Regions from separate parts of the Mus musculus genome. Here regions 2 and 3 are each linked to region 1. A link is a contact called in public promoter capture Hi-C data. All regions are on one chromosome and are shown on one strand. Each heading gives the region's core, a stretch centred on a gene start, on an enhancer-like site or on the middle of the called end of the contact. The rest is flanking DNA. Distances are from core to core; before and after follow the strand shown.

Region 1 (3,136 bases), core at 227-2,726:
TTGCGTACTTTAGTTAAATGTTGAAAGTGCTAACCAGCACTGAATCAATGCAAATTTGCATTTCTGAAATTATCTCTCTAGTACCTTCCAACCTGCAGCAAAGTATGTTGTATAGATAGCCTTTACTCCCTCAAGGTGTTCCCTATTTAAAAAGCATCTGAAATGCAAAGACGCCCGTAGGAATTCAGTAGATCATTTTCTGGGTGACAGAATTTGGAGCACCCTAAAAACAAACTTAACTCCCTCACCAAACCACCATCAGGGTTCTGTGGTAAAATTAGAACGTGGTAAAGGAAGAAAGAAAACCAGAAGAAACTAGAAGAATCCAAGGAAGAAAGGAATGCATGAAAGACACAGCACACATATGCACTATTATCAATATGCTGAAAAAAAGTCCCATCAATTTTTGCTTATTTTTTTTAAATGGGGTGAGGAAGATAAGACAAATTACAGAGCCTTCCTCTATCCATAATAGCCCAGGTGCACTTTTCCAAAACTTTATATTAGAACTTGAAATTAAAAGCGTTCAAAGTTTAGTTTTATTAAAGTTTTAAATGTAATTGCTATTCTGGATTCTATCAGCCTCTAAATCCGTAATAAACTACATTGGATAATTTGATCGTTGTAAAATCTTCATCATCTCTTAACAAGTTCTACATGCAAAAACCTCCCAAACCCCTAGGACCAATCCCCCCCACACACCCTGTTCCCAGATCATTAATTTATGAAGGGCATCCTAAACGAGGGTCTATGGACACACAAAGGTGATGTCAACTGCACAGCTGTCCTACAGCACAGGATGAGGTGGCCTGGGCTCAGTTCTCAGATTCATCCCCTCAGGACACTAAAACAATACTGAGAGGAGTTTTCCCTCTGGCTGGTGAAGTCGCGGTCCTCTTATCTGATGCTAGAAGGAAACCCCAACCTTCGCCCGCAGGCCTGCGTATCCTCGGCGTCCTCCCCCCGCAGAGCAGCCCCCTCGCGCCCGCCCCGGCTGCCACCGCCCCCTCCTCCTCCTCCTCCCCGCCGCCAATGACCCGGGAAGGAACTGCCCAGTCCCCGAGTCCCTGGAGAATAAATAGCAGCCCAGAGAGCACCATCGCGCCCCACGAAGCAGGGCTCAGACACAAAGCGCCTCCCGCACGCTCCCCCACCCCCACCAGGCCCGGGCCCTCCCGCACTCCCCGGGCCCGCGCACAGCAACAGGCGCGCAGGCCGCGCGGAGAGCACGGCGGGGAGCGCGCAGCCCGGGAAACTTCCAGAGTCCCGGGGGCAGGGCTCGGGCGGGGCCGCTTACCGGGCTCGGCGGCCTGGCGGGGATTCCCGGGGTGGGCAAAGCGCTCGGCTCCTCTCCGCTGTAGTCGCGGCCCTCGGAGCGCCGTGTGGCGCGAACGCTCACGCGTGGCCGGAGAACCGGAGCCCGCGGCCGGCCAGCCTTGCTGCGCGCGGACCAGCCTCCCGGAGGCCGCGGGGCTGCGGGAAGCCGTGACGCCGGCGGGGCGCGCTGGCCAATCAGGGGCGCGGCCCAGCCGCCGCCGAGATGGAACGACCGGCGCACGGGCCCGGGCCCGCGTGGGTGACGGACAAGCGCGAAGGCGGCGGGGCGTGGGGCAGGCTCCTAAATGTGACTTCCAAAGGAAGTGCCCTTTTTTTAAGTATAGCGTTTCACACATATTGACGCGAGAAATACTTGCACTCCAGTGTTGCTGATATTTTATCAAAAACTTGAATTGGGCTAGGAATGTAGTTTTTGTGTTTTATGCTCCCGGCCCCTGCATTGGTAGTCTCTAGTTGCAGTTCTCCTAGTTCTTGGTGAGGACTGCCCTCTGCATTCGTGGCCTCTTGAGAAACGAGGTGGTCAAGGGAAGTCCTTTTTTGAGAAGTTACTTAGCACATCAAGATGCGTTCTTAGCCTGGTGAGACAATAAAAAGAAAAAAAGCAGCAAACTCCTCCGGGAAAGTGCTCAGAGTTGTCTGCTACTGGGAATTGGGGTGGGAGGGAATGCCCCTTTTCTGTTTTGTGACTTTTACAATTGTCTTTCTGTTGACCTCAGCTCTGGAGTCCCACAGTCTATCCCCAACCCCACACCCATTAAAGAAAATACAGCTCGCTCGCTCTTTTTTCTAAGTCTAATATTAGAGTGAACAATTTAAAACTCTCAGACTTTAAAATACAAGAATTGCGTTGTAATTTTATTTTGTCTAATAAAAAGCGATTTGCGTTTCTCTAACATTTACTAAATATTAAAGGAGGAAGCACGTGAAATGCACAAGAATGAAAGTGTTACCGTTCAATGAAAATTTTTGCTTGCTAATGTGAGTTGATTAAAGTGGATTCAGTGTCTTGGGTGGAGACAACACAGGGCCCAAACCTTCAATTCCCTTGGTTCCGCAAATATGAATCAGCATAGATTTGACATGCAGGAAAATGTGAACTCTGACTGGATGTCTTCAGAATGTGTGGATATGAGTCAGTTCTAGGATTTTTGAAAATGAAGATGTAGTTCGTCTGAGGGACATTTCATCCCATCTTCTCTTCCTCCCACAGTGCATTTGTGGGAATCTGTTCTATCAGGCGTCCCATCTTAAAACCAAACACAAAGGTAAAGAGAAGGGGCTAGGGTTAGGGGTAGGGATGGAGAGGATCTATCCACAGTTCTGTCTCTACCCAGTGTGTTCTTGATCACAGCTGCGCAAGAGACCCTTACTTCTGGGCCTGTCACTGCTCTGACAGTTGTCTTGGTAAGGGCCTTCTACTGCCTAAACTCATGGGGTGTATTTCTCATCTCATAGTTTGTACTGGCTGGTTTTGTGTGTCAACTTGACACAAGCTGAAGTTATCACAGTGAAAGGAGCCTCCCTTGAGGAAATGACTCCATGAGATCCAGCTGTAAGGCATTTATTTTCTCAATTAGTAATCAAGTGGGGAGGACCCATTGTGGGTGGTGTCATCCCTGGGCTGGTAATCCTGGGTTCTATACGAAAGCAAGCTGAGCAATCCAGGGGAAGCAAGCCAGTAAGTATCATGCCTCCATGCCCTCTGCATCAGCTCCTGCTTCCTGACCTGCTTGAGTTCCAGTCCTGACTTCCTTTGGTCATGAACAGCAAAGTCTAAACTGAATAAATCCTTTCCACT
Region 2 (3,136 bases), core at 353-2,852, 830 kb after region 1:
TCATTTACCACTCCACAAGAGTAACAGTTCTGAGTTGACTCAGAAGTCTCCTTTGCCTGCATCTAATGAGATATAATCAGGAATTTCAATGACCCAGATGGACCCGATTGAGAACATCAGGATCATTTTTCATCCTCACTTTGGAGGGCCTGTGGGCACCCTCCTACCTGACTGAGACAGTCTCTTTACTTTTCTGTATCTCTATGGCCTCATCTCATGAGGTGAGAGGGCCTGGGCGATCTTAGGTTATGATATGACAGGAAGCCCTGATAACCAAAATGCATAACCATTTTGATCTCAGAAGGCAATGGAGCAGCCAGGCTTGCCTGTCAGCTGTTATTCTTCCGCAGGGACCTGCCACAGCAATCGAGGGGATCTTGGTGCACAAGTCCTACATTGATATTTAGGCAAATTACAGAAGAAACTCTCTCATACAGAGGAAAATAATTTGGTTCTTTCTATGGCTATTTTCCTGTTACTAAGATATTTACAAGAACAATTTCCATTTTCCCCTCTTGGACGTCACGGGGCATCTTTTAACAAATACAAGATGCAGCTCCTGAACCAGCCAGCCTGCTTGGAAGCGCTTGCTCAGATGTGCTCATTAGAGTCTGGCTTTGCGTGTGTCTGTACTCTCTGTCACATGAACTCAGGCATACAAAGGAAGGCAGCTGGATGGATGGCCTGCAGAGGGCTAAGCAAAGGGCCCTCTGCCAAACATTGTTCCTTTAATTCACCTAAATGCTGACCTTGAAAAATTACCCTTTATGGGATGTGATGAGGTGTGAATTCAATCTCCATCCTCACTTGAGTCTTGTCATTTTCTGTGCCATGATTGCCAGTTGTGCCAGATGACATCCACTGGACCAGCAGAGGACTGATGAGATTGACAAGGTCCTCTGGGGAAAGCGGTCATCAAAAGGCCCTTATGAATTCATCTGAGGCCTGGGCTTTCTCTGGACAGTGTTTGGCTTTTTTGGTTGCAATGAAACCAGTGAATACTGGTGGTACTGGTCCAGTGTATCACCAATGCAGTGTAACTCTGCAGCCTTTCATTAATGAATACAATAGGTGCTGGTGGGGGGGGGGCAATTTTTCTGTTGTTTCCTTTTCTTCTTAGGTGCTGAGGCTCGTGACTTAAATTTACTCACTGCAAAGTTACTCTGCGTGCTCTAAAAAAGGATGGGGCCAAGAAGAGGGGAATGGGCATTCTGCAATTTTTCTGGTGCTCAAAGAATCAAATGCAGCCAATTTAACTTCATCAAATCACTGACAACCAGTACTGATACAGAAGATGGAAAATATGCAAGGCCAGAGAAGAGCCAAAATCCTCCAGTTTCTATCAGGATTAAAGCCAGATGTTTCACTGACTGTACACATTTGATAAAAAACCCATGACGATAAAGGCTTCCTTCTCCCTGGCATCTGTGGACCCTAGGTTCCCTTCATCAGGACAGAACCCATGTATCTGTCCTCTAGGCCAGCTGCGTAGCATTTAATTCAATATTGGTGCTTCTCATAGAGGTAACTGCATTCCCTTTGTGTGTGAGTTTCTTTATGTTGTTGTGGCTTGAACGGATCTGTTTATACTATACTCGCTATGGCAACATTTATCTATCCTGGACAAAAGGCATTTTGATCGCTAAGTTAATAACACTTGACTCAAGCTTATGATTCACCAAAAGATATTGAAAGCGTTTAAGTGAAAGCAGTGGCTTTTTTTTTTCCTGAAGCCAATTAGTACAGAAACATACCTTTGCTGTAATCATCCAAACGTGCTCATGGAAAGATTGCCATGTCCTGGAAGCCAGGAGGTTTTCCCTGCACAGAGTGACTAGCGAGGAGAAGGAGGAAATGTGTATCCTGTGGGCACGAGCTTCCAGTCAGGGTCTAGGACGTTATATGTTTTAAATGAGACGTGCCAAGGTGGCACTGGGTCAGTCTAAGGAGTCTGACCCCAGCTGTGAAGTTGTGAGAGGGCCCTGAACACAGAAATGAATGACTGTGCTCATCCTCCAGCTTCCTCTTCACCCCCTTGAGGGCCCAGAGGCTGGCCCAGGCCCAGGCCTTCTTCTACCTGTCCCTGAGCTGGCACCTTACCAGAGCTGGTGACTTGATTTGACTCTGGGATCTTTTCTGGAAAGCAGATGTAGCCCCAGGGGCCCAGGTAAATGGTTTCCTCTCCTTCCCCCTACAGATCCCAAACAGGGTTTCCCTTTCTTTCTTTCCATTGAAAAATTGCCAAAATCCACTCCATACTGCACAACTAACCCCGAAACAGGCAACGGAGAATGATGTTAATTTAAACTTCTGCCTTATTAAGTAACAAAACCCAGAAATAATGTGATCAAAGCCAAAAGACACAAACTTCTGCCATCTTTCTTGAGATAAAAGAAGTAAAACACCCATTAAATGAAGGAGGCTTGGACACTTAATAAAAATAGCTAATTGAGTGTTGGAGTAACTTAGCATTTTGCCTCAAGAGTGGTACAGTACTCAAGGCTAGCCTGCATCCCCTTTTCTCTTGCTCCTTCCTGCTGTGGTTCAGCCCATCACATCATTGCTTCATTTGTTCCCTTCATTGTGTGCCAGAGACTGTTGTTCTCTAGAGTGTAGAAGGAAACAGCTGACTGGGCCCAGGCACCACAGACCTATACCAGTGGTGGAGGATGGGACAAGGACACATGTTCTTCGACAAAATGATTGGCAAGAGTGAACAGCAGTACACGGAGGTGGGCTGCTTCCTTGTTCCATTCTCTCATAATCCTGAAGTATCTCCCTTGGAATGGACCCGCTTCTCCTTTGGTGGGTATTATTATGGTTTGGTTTCTGCTTGGTTGTTTTGTTTTGTTTTGTTTTGTTTGGGGATCTAGAGCTTAGCTCAGCATCTCTCTCTCCTTCCTCTTCCTTCTCCTCTCATCTTCCTCCTCCTCCTCCTCTTCTTCTTGACATTGAATCTGTAAAAACACTTTTCAAATACCGTTATACCAAAAGAAATAAAATAAAATAAAATAAAATAAAAGGCACAATGCCCACCAACTAAAGCCTACAACCTGTGTAGAAAGGCAGATGTTCACATAACTCCACTCAGGACAAAGCTGTGCTTTTTCTTACCCATACTAGTTGGCCAAGCTAT
Region 3 (3,136 bases), core at 450-2,949, 570 kb before region 1:
ACATAGGGTATTATCTCATATATATATATATATATATATATATATTTCTGTTATAGAGATTAAATTTATAAGGTAGTAACACAGCAATAATAAGTAATAATACCATGGAGCCACAAACTGTAACAGTTAGCAGCAGGTTGGCTTTTGTGTTGTGAGCAGCTAAGGAAAATAAGGGTGACCTGAGGGTGACCATATCATGGCAGCCAACCAGTGCGAAGACAACTGTAATAACTTCAATGTTTAGGTGCCACAAACAGTGTGAACACTGTAGACAGAAAGACAATCCATGTCCTGAATGTCAGGGGTGGGATGGGGGCAAGATTTCATTACAATATTCAGAACGGTACACACCCTCTAATTTTTACATTTTCAACCCTTCCCTTAAATATTTTCACATACAAGTTGACAGTAAGTGACAGGGAAGAGAACACACGGCCACCATTATGAGCCACAGTTTTACATGTTAAAGGGCAAGACAGACCAGTCAATTTGAAGAGTCATCTTGAACTTCAGTTCTGTATAGTATACCCACAGGCAGCCAGCCTCCTGTTGCCTTGCCCAGAGCCACAGTGCACAGCGGTTCCATCCAGGAGTCACTGCCTCAAACAGGAACAAATCTGGATCCCGTCCCTCTCTGTCACCTGCTTGTGGGACACTGCATCATTTAATCAATATACACAATGTCTGTTCATTTTTCCTCCAAAACATGGCCCAACTCTCATTTTGCTCTCAAATCCTTTTCTAGACCATTCTAGCATTCACTTCTTTTTGGATTATTCTGTTTTGCCCTGTTGGTTGTGGGGTTTGGATGGGGGACAAGAGGGGACTGTTTGGTTCTTTGGTCGGGTTTATTTTGGTATTCGGCAGAGCAGCGGCAGAGTTGTTGTTGTTGCTGTTGCTGTTGCTGTTGCTGTTGCTGTTGCTGTTGCTGTTGCTGTTGCTGTTGCTGTTGCTGCTTTTGCTGCTGCTGCTGCTGCTGCTGCTGCTGCTGCTGTATGTATGACAGAATTTCAGGTAGTTCAAGTACAATGTTTATGAAAGGTCTACAGCATTTTTGTTTGTTTGTTTGGTTGGTTGGTTGGTTGGCTTTGTTTTGTGAAGCTTTAAGGATATTAACACATGGGTGGGGTGCCAGATCAGTTTTACAAAATGTCTATTAAATGCTTACGTTGAATAACTCTTCAACACAGGTAGAATTCAGCTATTATGTTCATTAGTAATGATTTGCTCTTTTTCTCTTTCTTTTTCTTTCTCTTTAGTGCTTCCATTCCTGCTTCTTGGGATTCCACCAGCAGGAGTCGCCCACTCCAGACAGTCTTCTCAGCGAGTGCCCAGCAAGGTGTGATTCTCCTGAGACACAGTCCTTTTTGTAGGACCCTGCCCTGGCTCTGGGCCTTCTCTACATTCCAGTCTGTCCAAGGCATATCCTCACCTATCTGTACTGAAATTTTATGGTGGAAACCATGTCTTATTTTGGTGATGATAACTTGCAGATTACCCAACACAGAGTGATGTCTTCTGCACATGGAAATTTATTAGAACGAATAAATCTGTCCAGAGTGAATTTTCAGAGCTGTTACTTCTGTAACATCTCCCATGTTCCACCAGGGGGCAGTATGTCATTCTTTAAAGGGATCTTATCAGGAAAAAAAAAAGGGGGGGGAACCCGTGCAAACACAGGGGAGCAGGGTCAGTGAGCATACTGTCTAAAGCACTGGGTATTACACACATCTCTAGTAGGCAGGCAGAAAGAGAAGCCTCAAACAGATAATAAAGATGGCAACCATGGGGCTTTTTCCTCATACTCCTAACAATGACCTTCAAGGCTTAGCAGGCTGCTTCTCCTGCCAATAGCACCCTCACCCACCACCACACCCTACCCAAGCACAGCTGGGTGAGTTCAAGGCCCGATCCAGACATCTTTACAGCAAAGTTGTGGGCCTGTCTGTCTCCATCTTTGTTCAAACTGACCAACCGTAAATTAGAGGAGGAAGACCACTCAAAAGACCCTGAAAACCTTTAGCTTGTAAAGAAAAAAAAACAGATTTTGGGCTTCCCCCTCTACTTCGTGGAAGACCTTTCTCTGTGTGAGCCTTGCTATATGCATGTATGCACTTGAGTTCCATCACCCCTAAAAAAAGCCCATCTTTCCTGACTGATGATGGATGCTGGGTTTGAGACCACCCCCCCAGCTCCCCGCACCCATCCCTTGTGCTTTCTTTTAATTCTTTGACTGCAGAGAAGAATCCGATCCAGACCCCTAAAGGATAACGTGTGTTTGTGGGGAGTAGGCCTCTTCTCACAGTGACCTATTTTTGAGTGCAAAATGCAGATGCTGGTATTTCAGTTATGCTTTTTACAAAAACAAAAAGAAATATTAAACTACTGGATAACTACGATAGCTAATCTTCCGATGACATAGCATTTTTGTTTGTTTGTTAGGTCACACTGCTATCACCCGAAATGGAAACACAACCCCCAACACAAACACAAACACATACACACACACACACACACACACACACACACAAAGTTTCCCATTTTGATCTTGGACAGAACAGGGAACTTTGGAGTCTGACTGTCAAAGCTCCTGCCCTGTACAATTCTAACCTTTGACACTGGAAGTCTCAATCTCCTCCCACTGGCAGTTAAACTGCAAAGTAAATAAAGGATCAGATACCATGCTATCTCCTTACTGTGCATGCAAAAGACCCAGTAAAGAGAGAAAGGAGGAGAGCTTTGGAGAGAGGGTAAGGAAGTGTGGAGGCGAAGCAAGAGGTGTTGAAGAATGCAGGCTTTAAAAGGAGGGAGAAAAAAGAAATGGAAAATACAACAATTCATTAAAGAATAAACGATCCTTCCTATCTCTTTAGCATAGCTTAAGATGACCTGGACTTCCTGGAGAGATGGGGAGAGTGGGTGGGGCATTAGTTCTAGGCCAAAGAGATGGAACCAGCCCATCTGGAATGTCAGGACTCCACCCAGGCCAGAGAGTCTACCCTCCAACCCAGAAGCTTTTTTTTTTTTGACTCTAGCAAAAAGATTACCAGGGCTAGAATCTTCTGGTTTTTAGTGGTGGTGGTGTTGGGTTTTGTTTTTTGTTTTTTGTTTTTCATCGATTTTTTTTTTTTTTTTG

The links. Promoter capture Hi-C pulls out the DNA fragments that hold promoters and counts their contacts.
Region 2: a promoter capture Hi-C map of frontonasal cranial neural crest shows a contact between it and region 1, with 4 times the contacts expected there. The contact joins the enhancer-like site here to the promoter of Mpdz in region 1. A contact is called at or near these places in 5 of 39 promoter capture datasets (3T3-L1-derived adipocytes, cranial neural crest, frontonasal cranial neural crest and 1 more), 1 of 115 datasets of contacts at active chromatin or transcription factors (embryonic stem cells) and 1 of 9 other capture datasets (adipose tissue).
Region 3: a promoter capture Hi-C map of liver shows a contact between it and region 1, with 3 times the contacts expected there. The contact joins the enhancer-like site here to the promoter of Mpdz in region 1. A contact is called at or near these places in 7 of 39 promoter capture datasets (the 3T3-L1 cell line, 3T3-L1-derived adipocytes, embryonic stem cells and 2 more), 3 of 115 datasets of contacts at active chromatin or transcription factors (embryonic stem cells, forebrain and pancreatic cancer cells) and 1 of 9 other capture datasets (adipose tissue).

Annotation. Positions count from the first base shown.
Region 1 is chr4:81,441,339-81,444,474 of GRCm38.p6, forward strand. Mpdz (multiple PDZ domain crumbs cell polarity complex component) reads right to left here and starts at 1,477. Exons shown (of 47, transcript NM_010820.3): 1 at 1,298-1,477.
Region 2 is chr4:82,270,984-82,274,119 of GRCm38.p6, forward strand. No RefSeq gene overlaps it. Among named protein-coding and RNA genes, the nearest start is that of Gm11264, 210 kb to the left of the region's middle. Within about 2 kb of position 1,603, at least 24 of the 459 cell types and tissues checked have an H3K27ac peak or open chromatin away from gene starts, as enhancers often do.
Region 3 is chr4:80,871,717-80,874,852 of GRCm38.p6, forward strand. No RefSeq gene overlaps it. Among named protein-coding and RNA genes, the nearest start is that of Lurap1l, 37 kb to the right of the region's middle. Within about 2 kb of position 1,700, at least 39 of the 459 cell types and tissues checked have an H3K27ac peak or open chromatin away from gene starts, as enhancers often do. A contact at or near this core is called in embryonic stem cells, liver and pancreatic cancer cells, where this site is marked.